3 separate regions of the Mus musculus genome follow, and regions 2 and 3 are each linked to region 1. Evidence: chromatin contacts called from public promoter capture Hi-C data. All regions are on one chromosome and are shown on one strand. The core of a region is the stretch at or near the end of the contact, and the rest is flanking DNA. Distances in the headings are between cores, read along the strand shown. Region 1 holds the start of Dhodh (dihydroorotate dehydrogenase). Region 2 has its middle 94 kb from the start of Gm42040. Region 3 has its middle 23 kb from the start of Psmd7.

Region 1 (3,502 bases), core at 126-2,625:
GCTTCCCTATGCTTTTCGATAACTATCACTGCCAGATGCTATGTGGCTAATGCACTCATTCGATCCTTCACCAAAGGCAAGCAAACCTGTTCTTCAGGAGAGTGTAACCCAAGAGACAAACTAATGGCCACATAAACATAGAGCCATGACAAGTGACATGAAGGGATAAATCATGGAAGGATCTTGAGGAAGCGAGTAAAAGCTGACTTTCAAAGGTTAGACACAAGCTAAAGAGGAGATAGCAGCTGGAGAAGAGATCTCTAGGTGGATGAGGCCAATGAGAGGGGCCAAGGCATGGGGGAGGGATAGACGGCTGCTTGGAACTAAAAGGAAAACACTGCTTTAAATGAAACAGGAGAAAAGAAGAGAGGCGTCAGCCAACATTTGGCTAACAGATTTGGTTTAAGTGCACGTGCTGCTCTGCCAGAGGAACTGAGTTCGGTTCCAGCTCCCATGTCAGGCGGCTCACAACTGGAGCTCTAGAGGATCCAAAACCCTCTGGTCTCAGAGGGTATCTGCACTCACGTGTGCACACACGCACGTGCGCGCGCGCCTACACTTTTTTTTTTTTTTTTAATGGGATTTGTCCACTAAACAAGGAAGTAGCAGATATGATCAGATTTGCCTGCAACACAAACCAAGTATTCATTCTCCCTCCTCGGGGAGTTTGCAGAAATTCCTCAAGTCAAGCACCAGTATCTGTGCCCTTTTTCCAGACCAGGGTCACAACTAAGAACTCTTCACATGGAACTTCCATTCTGACCACACTTGATCCAAAAGGGTGGCCTTATGTCTTATTTCATCCCTCCTTGGAGCGTAGGCGATCGTGTCCTCACAAAGGCCCGATACTTGGATCAATTTAAAAAAAAAAAAAATGCCCGCGTATCTCTCAGGTTCAGCCTAGCCTCTGCCCACATACGCTTGCTTTTTGCATGCCCTTAGCTGTGCACGTGCAGGTCACACTTCAAGGGTCCCAGCCTTTCAGTTTCCCAGCCTCATCCCCCTCCCTGCCGGTTATCCACACCACGAATGAGCTTCCCCGCGCAGGACTCACTCTCAGCTGTCTCCACGCCATGCTCCTTCTGCCATTAAGCCCGCCTCTGCCTGCATCCCATTGGAGAATGTGGGCTCGGCTCCACCTATCTCCCAAGCCCCACCAGCCGGCCCGCCCCTAGACGTTGATTGGACAGCCGAACGCGTGCGCTCTGCCCGGAGTCAGGCTCCGTGGCGGGACGTGCCTACTTTCTGTCTTGTCGCTGTCGCGCCTCCTAAGGGACGCTGCTCTGAAGTCGCGCACCCTTCCTTCGGTGCAACCGTGAGGAGGAGGCTTCCGGAAGTCTCGAGTGGGGAGCAGACGCTTCCGAAATCTGCAGACCAACCCCAGCGCCCGGTAGTGCGCACTACCCTAATGCTTCCCTGTCCCTGGGAAGGAAACAAAGGGCGATGCAGCCCGAAGGTTCCGCACGGTTGTCTTTATGCCGGTGCTGCGGTATGGCTTTCATAGCCCCCTTTCTGAAACAGAAATCCTAAGAATTCTGTTTTATCAGGGCAGTGGTGGCGCCGGCCTTTAATCCCAGCGCTTGGCAGGCAAAGGCAAGCATATCTCTGTGAGTTTGAGGCCAGCCTGGTCTACAGAATGAGTTCCAGGAGAGCCTAGGCTACAACATGGAGAAACCCTGTCTCTACAGGGAGAAGGAAAAAAAAAGTACACTCATGCAAACACACAAAAATTTACCCACTGGTTTTAAAAGTAAACTCTGAGGTGTTGATAAGTAAATATGGTTTTATTTTTAAGATAATCTTATGGTGTAGGCCAGGTTTTTCTAAAAACCAATCCTGCCTCAGCACTCAAGTGCCTCTGTGCCAAGCGTTTACAGAGGCCAGAGGAGGGCATTGAATCCTCTGGAACGGTAGTTACAGATGATTGGACCCACGTACTCTGGCCCTTAACCTTATGTTTGTATCCTATTGTCCCCCTTCCCACTGGTCCCCTTCCTTTTCTGGAATAATACTTCCCCACTTTAGGTCATAATTTGGGTCAGGTTACAGGAGGCTGGAGAGATAGCTCAGCTGTTAGCACTTGATGTTCTTGGCGAGGACCCAAGTTCCGTTTCCAGCACCCACATCAGGTAGCTCACAACTGCCTGTAACTCCAGGACCACATTTCTTCTGGGGCACTGTACTGGTTTTCCCATACCAACAGGTAGATGTGTGTGTGTGTACACATAAATTCTAAAAATAAGTCCTTTTAAGGTCTGTATCCTGCATACAAGAAAAAAAGCATATTTAGCAGTCTGAGATTGGCTTGCTTCATGTAACATGATCTCCAGTCCCATACATTTTCCTGTAAATTACCTCATTTTATTCTTTCTAATGGTTGAATGTTGTTCCATACCATATATGTATCATATATATCATTATCTTGATCTGTTTGTCTGTTACTGCTTCCATAAACTGGCTGTTGTGAATATTGCTCCAAAAAACATAGATATACAGGTACCTCGGTCATATGCCAGCTTGGATTATTTAGGGACTATACCTAGAAGTGACGTATCTAGGAGTTTGGGTTAGTGATTGAATGTTTGTTTGTTTGTTTTAAATTTGTTGTTCTGTGTGTGAGAGAGTTCAGACAGCAGCCTGCTATGGCAGACATGTGTAGGCCAGTAAATAACTCTGGGGGGGGGTGGGGGCGGGGGCATGGTACATGTATAAAGATCAGGGTACAACTCGCAGGAATCAGTCCTGTCTTTGCATCATGTGCTTTCTGGGGACAGAACTCAGGCTGTCAGGTGTGGCAGCAAGCACCTTTGACCACTGAGCTGTCTCACTGCTTGAGGATGGGTTTGTTATATTGATTTTGAGTTTTGGTTTTGATTTGGGGTTTATCTGTGGCCTGGAACTCAGAAGTCTGCCTGCCTTTGGTTCCCTAATGTTGGGACCAAAGGTATATACCACCATGGTGTATTTATTTTGTATCGTGGTATTTTCCTGAAAGTTGGTATCGTCTATTAGAGTGTTCTGGTGGAATTCTCAATGTGTTTTAGGTATAGGCTCATATTGTCTACAAATAGGGATACTTAAGTTCTCTGTGTCCTGTTTGTAGCTCTTCTATTCCTTTATCTTGCCTCATTGCTCTCTAGAGAATAATCTCAGTGCTGTACTGAGTAAAACTGGGAAATGGGTGCCTTTACTCATTCCTCATTTTAGAGGAAATTCTTTCAGTGTTCCCATTTGGTACAGCATAGGGTATAAGTTTATCATAGACAGCCTTGGTTTGTGTGTGTGTTTATTCGTTGTCGTTAAGAAGTCACAGACGTTTCTGGAATCCCTTTCATTACCTTCTCCAGTGCTTCCACAGACCCAGGTCTGTGGTTGAGCCTCGTTTAGGTGCACTTGTCCTGTGAGGTCTTCACGGCTCCATTAGCACCAGCAGATGACATTGCTGGGTCTCTTCACCTTGGCTGGCAGTCATTTGCTCTAGAGATTGTATTATAGCCATGCC
Region 2 (3,701 bases), core at 926-3,425, 1.9 Mb before region 1:
GAAACCATCTTTCTACCGCATGTGTACACATCTCTCCAGCAATACAAGTTCTTCGACCTGGGTATTCTGTATAGACACATGAAGAACAATGAAATAGTATAAAGATACTTAATAAGTGTTAGCTTACAGACCATTCGGCTAGCCTCCTCCCAGGGACCTAGCAACAGCTGATGTCATCATCTGCCAGTTGTGGGTGGCATATAAAAGGATTGCTTGCCACCCCAGCTTTCTCTCTATTCCCATGTGTTCTCCTCTGTGTGTGCTCTCTCTCTCCTTCTCTATCCTCCCTTCTCTGCCCTCATGGGTCTTCTCCTGTCTGCCTGCCTCTACCTCTTCTCTAGTCTCTCACTCCTCTCCCTTCCCCCTTTGTACCAAATCTGTTGTCTGGTGTTATTTCTCAGGGGACACCTTGGTGTGGGCCTGCCAGGCACCCCCTGGCCATCTTATATATTTCATAACAATAAGTACACAGTGAGGTTTGACATGTGTAAAGAGAATCTCTGGTGCGTTGTGTGGAAGCATCACCTGTCAATGCGATGCTGTTGGCCTGTCAGCTTATGCAGGAAATAGGAAAGTGGGTGTTCTGGTAAAGAGAGGGGATTTCTGGGACAGATTCAGGAGTAGAAGGATTTGACCTGAACTCTGAGGAAGAGGGTCACGTGAAACCAAAGGAGAGGTGACTAGCCACATGGCATATCTTAGACTGGTTTAAACAGGATAACTGACTTATGAGCTAGTGGAAATGAGCCAAAGCTATTGGACTAGGCATATATTCGTATATAAGAAGTCTCAGAGTTGTTATTTTGGGGAACTTGGGAGTGGGTAGGAAAGTGTGTGGTTACAGACATGACATGTATAATGAAATAGTTACAGAAAGAGAGCCACACCAGGTCCTCCCTGGAGCTACAGAGAGCTACACTAGGTCCTCCCTGGAGCTACAGAGAGCCACACCAGGTCCTCCCTGGAGCTACAGAGAGCCACACTAGGTCCTCCCTGGAATTAGTTGTACTCATTCTGGGGCCACTTAAAATTTTTTTTATTGCATTTCGAAGGTGTCAGATCCCTTGGCACAAGAGTTACTGACAGTTGTGAGGTGCCACATGGGTGCTGGGAATTGAACCAAGGACCTCTGGAAGAACAGTCAGTGTTCTTAACCTCCGAGCCATCTCTCCAGACCCAGTTCTGGTGTCACTTTTGAGAAAAATGTTTTTCTTCATTATGAACTACATGTCCCAAGTCAAACCCTACAAGCAAAGTCACTGGATGCTAGGGCTGGCTAATGAGTGTTTTTGAAGGAATTCAAAAGGATACCATAAAAAACTAATGACTATGTATTGTGCTATAATTTCAATTTTTTTCAAATGTACAAGAATGTATTAAAAATAAATTACTAACTTCTACAGCTTCCATAAAGGTTCATTCGGAGTAGTTGGGGAAGGAAAAAAAAAACCCTTTTATAAAATACAGGAACCATCTTGGGTTAAACAAATGCCAGAAAAAATTATAATTGTAAAAACGCGATGTTGGCTATCGTTATTCCAGTGGCTGTGTTGTTTCCAATAACAGTTTGGCGCTGTATTTAGTCTGTAGCAATCTACAATTGAAATATAAAATAAAGATTTTTCTTTTATTTCCCTCTGAAGTTCTGGGCCAAGCTAAGCAGAGCGGACCTGAAGCATCTGCGGTTGATTAAAACAAGCTTTCCTATGGGGTTTCGAGTAGAAAGTAAACATGGATCCTATCCACAGTCAACAGCATTTACAAATGTGAAGAGAGGAAGCTACCGAGTGTTTGGAGAAGGAACTACTATAAAGGAGGCAGAAACACGGAGTGGCAGATGGTGAAAATGAGTTCCATACGGTCAAAGGCTGCGTTCAAAGGAAAACGGGCAGCGAGCGGTTCTGGCTGATGATACTTTATTGATGCGATTTTTTTGCGTCTTATTTTCTACCTTTGACTTTTGAGAAGTGTCTCGCCTCAAGATGCCAGAAAAAGGTGACTCCCGTGAAAGAGAAGAGGGATTTTGTTCTGCTAGCTTGTTGGGGGTTGATGCAGCCAATGGAGCGCCCCCTGGAGGCTCTACCTGGAAGTTGTCTCTAATTGGCAAAGTGCTTGCTGCTCAGATGAGAACCTGAGTTTGATGTTGGACACCTGGTAAAAGCTTGGAATCTTAGCGTTGGGGAGGCAAGACATGAGGATCACTGGAGCTTGCTGGCTATGTTAGCTGAATCAGCCCGTTCTCGGGAGACCGCGTCTCAAAAACACAAACTTACAAAAGACAAGGGTTGTGGCTCTCGGGGCGCAACCCCTGAGACTCAGACACACAAACAGACACACACAGGCAACCCCCCCCCCCCCCCCAATTCTACACGCGCGCACATGTTCTCTAATTCTTTCTGTTTACCTTGGGTTTGGGGTCAATTGTGTTTTTCTAACTTAGTGAGATTATGTCACTGATTAGGTGCCAAATGGGATTCCAATTCTGCCTCTTAAACTTCCTAAGCTGTTTGAGCCTGGGAAATGACGAAGCACCCGTGCCTCATGGCCTTTCATCTTCAGAGTTGGCTGCTGTAATAGTCATCTCCCATTTGTGTCCCCGACTCTCTCCAGTGGTTGCCTACAAGGACAGCGTACCCAACGCTGTATATTTTTCTGTCCTGGACATATATACCTAAAAGAAAATCATGTTTATAAGTTAAACATGGTAAGAGATTAGTGATAGTATATAATATAATAAAATGATTGGAATAATATGCTGTAGCAAGTCACGTGGATGCGCTCTCTGTTTTTAAGTTGCCGAGGAGAGCCACGCGCTCAGACTGGGTACCAATGGAAAATTCACGTCTTCGAAGGGCCAGGATGGACTAGTGGCAGAGGTCATCACTCAGGATGACAATTTAAGATTAGACCATAGTTATGCAAATTTCTGTAAATATTTCTGGACTGTTGTTACCCATGATAAGTGAAACTACAGACAGTGTGTGTGTAGGCTAGAGTACTACTAGCCTTTGTGATATTTATTTGTTTGTTTGTTTGCTTATTTATTTATTGTGTGTGTGTGCTGGTCAGAGGACACCTTGTGGATTTTCTCCTTCCACTGTGGGTTCCAGAACTCCCAGTTGTCAGGGTGGCTTAGCAAGCACTTTTACGGCTGAGCCGTCTCACCGAAGCCTAAATGTGGAAGTGTTATAAAGAGTAAAATGAATTTGTCTAGGTAAAATGTCTACCAGGGTCCTTTGGATGGCTGTAAAAATGGCCATTCTAGGCCCCCACACTAGTACTCTGGGGTCAGTGTCTCTGCAGTTTGTTGACCACAGACCAGTCATTAAGTTTTCCTTTTTTGCTTGTTTTCTTGAAGCAGTGTTTCACCATGTAGACCAGGCTAGCCTTTCTTCATGTTATAATTCCCTGCCTCAGCTCCTCATCCTGGGGATTATAGGCGTACACTACTGCGCCTGCTCAGCAGACTAAAACAAACCATTCACCTCATGGTTGTATTCCCGAATTTAGTAAGCTACCTGTACTGCTATGATAGTACATGTATTTTATGCCATTTATACAAGCTAGACATTTTAAAAAAAGAGATTTTAAAAATACGTTGAAATTTGGGGCATCATTGATTAAAAAAAAAGACATAGTAAAAGCTGGGACACTGTTGCTTCAAATCTCACTGGGTCAAGGTTGGAAGGTCATTGAGGTAG
Region 3 (3,496 bases), core at 501-3,000, 2.0 Mb before region 1:
TTTGCCCAGCAATTAACCTAGGAATTGGATTTTGAAGCCTGCCTAAGTTTTGATGCTGGAAAGTGTCAGGAGTTTCAGGATCCTGTCTTTTAATTCACTTTGTATTGGATGTTGGCTTTGTGTTTTGTGGTCTGAGAAGACAGGGATGATCCACAAGAGGGGAAATATTTTTCAGCTGCTTTCTGAGCTTTGGTTGCACGTTGGTGTGCTTCTCGAATGAACTGGTCAGGTGCTGAGCTAAGGTGTATGTAAGAGCTGCAATTGTTTTGCTGTTTGAGAGACTTAAACATAGGGCAGTTTTAAATATTCTATAATTGAGCATACCCATCACCTGATAGTATTTGTTAAGCTTCTACTTGTGCCTGGCTGTGAGCTGGGCACAAAGATTACCCGGGAAAATGGCAATAATTTGGACCTAGACCCTGTGGACATTGTGGTAATATGTGTACCAATGTTAAAACCGGAATGTGGGGCTGGTGAGATGGCTCAGTGGTTAAGAGCACCGACTGCTCTTCCAGAGGTCCTGAGTTCAAATCCCAGCAACCACATGGTGGCTCACAACCATCCGTAACAAAAATCTGATGCCCTCTTCTGGAGTGTCTGAAGACAGCTACGGTGTACACACATATAATAAATAAATAAATTAAAAAAAAACCGGAATGTTATTCCTAACTGAGCCAGTGACATGGTTGCTTCATTCTCAGAAAACCAAGAGGGTCAAACAAGGGACCTTTCAGTATTTTGTAATTCCACAACAATTAGCTATGCTTCTTAATTGCAATGTTAATGAAAAATAACATGGGTTGGGGGCGTCAGGCTGGAGAGATGGCTCTGTAGTTATGAGCTCTCGCTGCTCTTGGAGAGGACCGGAGTCCAGTTCCCAGCAGCCACATGGGGTGGTTCACAACCAGCTCCTGGACATTTAGCACCCTCTTCTGGTCTCCGTGGATGCTTACACTCACATGGACATACTCATACACAGGAAAAGACACAGGCATGCATGATTAAAAAGTAAAAATCACTATTTTTAAATGTATTTAAACGTTTATTTTATTTTTATTTTTATTGGAGACAGGGTCTCTCTACATAGCCCTGGCTGTTCTGGAACTCACTATATAGACCAGGCTGGCCTCAAAGAGATCCACCTGCCTCTTAAGATCAAAGGCATGCACCCCTACACCTGTCTTCTTTAAGTTTTATTTTTCTAAAATATTTAAATTGTATTCTTTCCCTTCCCCTAACTCTTTCCAGATTCTCCCTTACCCTTCCAAATGTTATGGTCTCTCAAACAAAAAGCACAGATACATACAGATATACACAATTTAAAAAATTACCTTTTTTTTTAAAAGAGGGAAAATTATTATGCGACTAAGTCCTGAGGTGGAAACCATGAAAGGATCCAGGAAGGAAAATTCCAGGTCAGATACTTTTGTTAGCCCATTTGTACAAAGTTTGAGCGGCGAAGGACTTTGCAATGGAATTCCGTAGGAGTTTCGTGTAACCCCCTCGTCCTCTTCGATGTATAATTTAGTGGTTAAAGCGATTCTTGCTTCTGTCGCTATCGGTCGCTTTCCCGGGAAGGGGAAATAGGTCCTCCTGTCAGTAATTTGGTGAAAGTGCTGAAAAGCCCATTATCTCCGTAGGAGAGAAAGCAAGCCACCCCTGGCGTGTGAGGACGGGGTAGGCTTGGCAGTCTCCTGGCAGGCTTGAGCCGCAGCTGGGGCTCTGGTGTCTGAGCGGACTGCGAGCATCAGCCATTCTTCCTGTGCTCACCTCAGTCTTTCAGATTGGATTGGGCCTTTTCCATCTCTACCTTAGGCTGATTTCCTTCTTTGTTTCCCTCTTTGTTTCTTTCTTTGCTTCTTTGTTTCTTTCTTAAGTGCATGGAGACTAGAGACTATTGTGGGTGTGGTTCCTCAGGGGTGGGTCACTTCTTTTCTTTTTTTCTTTTTTAAGATTAAATGAGTTTATTGGAGCAGACAGGGAGCCAAGACTAGCGTAACCACCGGACAAGCAGGTCAGTGTTCCAAAGGCAGGTAGTCTACAGCCCCGGGATCTGCCTATTTCTGCTTCCACAGTGCTACAATTTCCAACATGTGCTACAACGCCCTCCCTGATTTTAAAAGAAAGTTGTTGCTATAGAAAATGTGGGCTGGAGGACTGGGGCGATGGGTCCGTGGGCAAGGGCATGTGCAGCCAAGCATAGCAACCTGAGAGCAGTCCTTGGTTTTCAAATGGGAGAAGGACAGGACAGACGTTAGATCCCCTGACCTCCATATTAGTTTTGTGTTATCCATGTGTGTATACACTCACCACTGATGAATAAAACAAAAAAAAAAAAAAAAGAAGAAGAAGAAAAAGAAGGGGAAAGAGGAAGAGGAGGAGGAGGAGGATGGGGGAGGGGAAGATAGGGTATGGAGAAGGAAATAAGCCAATTCCCAAACCAAACCAATCATCTGTATAAAGAAATCATGCCTGTTTGTGTATTTGAGAAAAGAACTGCGTTTGCTTAGTGGGAAATTTGGTGTGTGTGTGTTGTATGTACTGTATGAACGTGTTGTGTGTGTATTGTGTGTTTTGTGTGAATATGTGTGTTGTGTTGGAGTGTGTGTTCTGTGGGAGTATATGTGGTGTGTGAATCTATGTGTGTTGTGTGAGTATGTGAGTGTGTAGTATGTGCATGTGTGTCTGGTGTGTGTGTATGAATGTGTATCTGATGTGAATATATGTGTGTGTGTTGTGAGTGTGTGAGTGTATGTGTGTGTATGAGTTTGTGTTGTGTTTCCCTTTGGGGATCAGGTCTCACTTTGTTTCTAGATCCAGAGGCTCTCCTGTCTCAGCCTCCCCGGCCCCCGGAACCCTAGGCTCATGCCACACAGTACCCAGTGCTGATGGTGGAAGGCTGTATCCGATTTCCCATGACGTGTTTCTGTAAGCAGTAGGTTGCTCTGGACCATTTTCAGCATGAGGTTCACAACAGAGTTGTGGATAAGCAGGAGGCACCGGCCCTTGTCCTGTGGCTGGTGGCCAACTGGCACTTGCTTGTTTGTCCCAAAACTCTGAGAATTGGCAAGTTCCAGGTTGTCTGTTATGAACTAAGGCCAAGATCAGAAAAGGAATTATCCATTATTTAAGGCTTTGAGTACTAACCCAAGGAGATGGGGGAATTTGGGAACTCTGAGAGAAGGGGACATGAACATCTTACGATGGGGGACTTAAACACCTACCCTCCTGTGCCAAATCAGCACTGCTGGCCACTTTTGCCTTTTCTCTGTGTTGTCCCTTTCTGCAGAACAGAATATTAAAAACCGCGTTCACTAGCCTCTTGAATTTGTTATCTTATTTCAAACCTTATAGGATTTCCTTAACCAAATGGAGTGAGTGGCTGCTGGGTAGTTGAGGGCTTGTCCAGAAGTCTGCAGTCTGGGCTGATGTGACTGTCTGGCCACCTTTTAAGAAATGCCATCATAACCATTTGCTATGATCTGAACTTCAT

Evidence for each region. Promoter capture Hi-C pulls out the DNA fragments that hold promoters and counts their contacts.
Region 2: a promoter capture Hi-C map of cranial neural crest shows a contact between it and region 1. The contact joins the enhancer-like site here to the promoter of Dhodh in region 1. A contact is called at or near these places in 9 of 39 promoter capture datasets (the 3T3-L1 cell line, cranial neural crest, embryonic stem cells and 5 more) and 1 of 115 datasets of contacts at active chromatin or transcription factors (stem cell-derived neural progenitor cells).
Region 3: a contact with region 1 is called in a promoter capture Hi-C map of embryonic stem cells, with 5 times the contacts expected there. The contact joins the enhancer-like site here to the promoter of Dhodh in region 1. A contact is called at or near these places in 8 of 39 promoter capture datasets (the HPC-7 cell line, cranial neural crest, embryonic stem cells and 5 more), 2 of 15 datasets of contacts at CTCF or cohesin (large pre-B cells and pro-B cells), 5 of 484 Hi-C or Micro-C datasets (the G1E-ER4 cell line, the N1E-115 cell line, cortical neurons and 1 more) and 1 of 115 datasets of contacts at active chromatin or transcription factors (embryonic stem cells).

The regions. Positions count from the first base shown.
Region 1 is chr8:109,607,298-109,610,799 of GRCm38.p6, forward strand. It overlaps Dhodh (dihydroorotate dehydrogenase), which reads right to left and starts at 1,376. Exons shown (of 9, transcript NM_020046.3): 1 at 1,055-1,376. The coding sequence starts at 1,075.
Region 2 is chr8:107,683,281-107,686,981 of GRCm38.p6, forward strand. No RefSeq gene overlaps it. Among named protein-coding and RNA genes, the nearest start is that of Gm42040, 94 kb to the right of the region's middle. Within about 2 kb of position 2,176, at least 16 of the 459 cell types and tissues checked have an H3K27ac peak or open chromatin away from gene starts, as enhancers often do.
Region 3 is chr8:107,609,306-107,612,801 of GRCm38.p6, forward strand. No RefSeq gene overlaps it. Among named protein-coding and RNA genes, the nearest start is that of Psmd7, 23 kb to the left of the region's middle. Within about 2 kb of position 1,751, at least 7 of the 459 cell types and tissues checked have an H3K27ac peak or open chromatin away from gene starts, as enhancers often do. A contact at or near this core is called in embryonic stem cells, where this site is marked.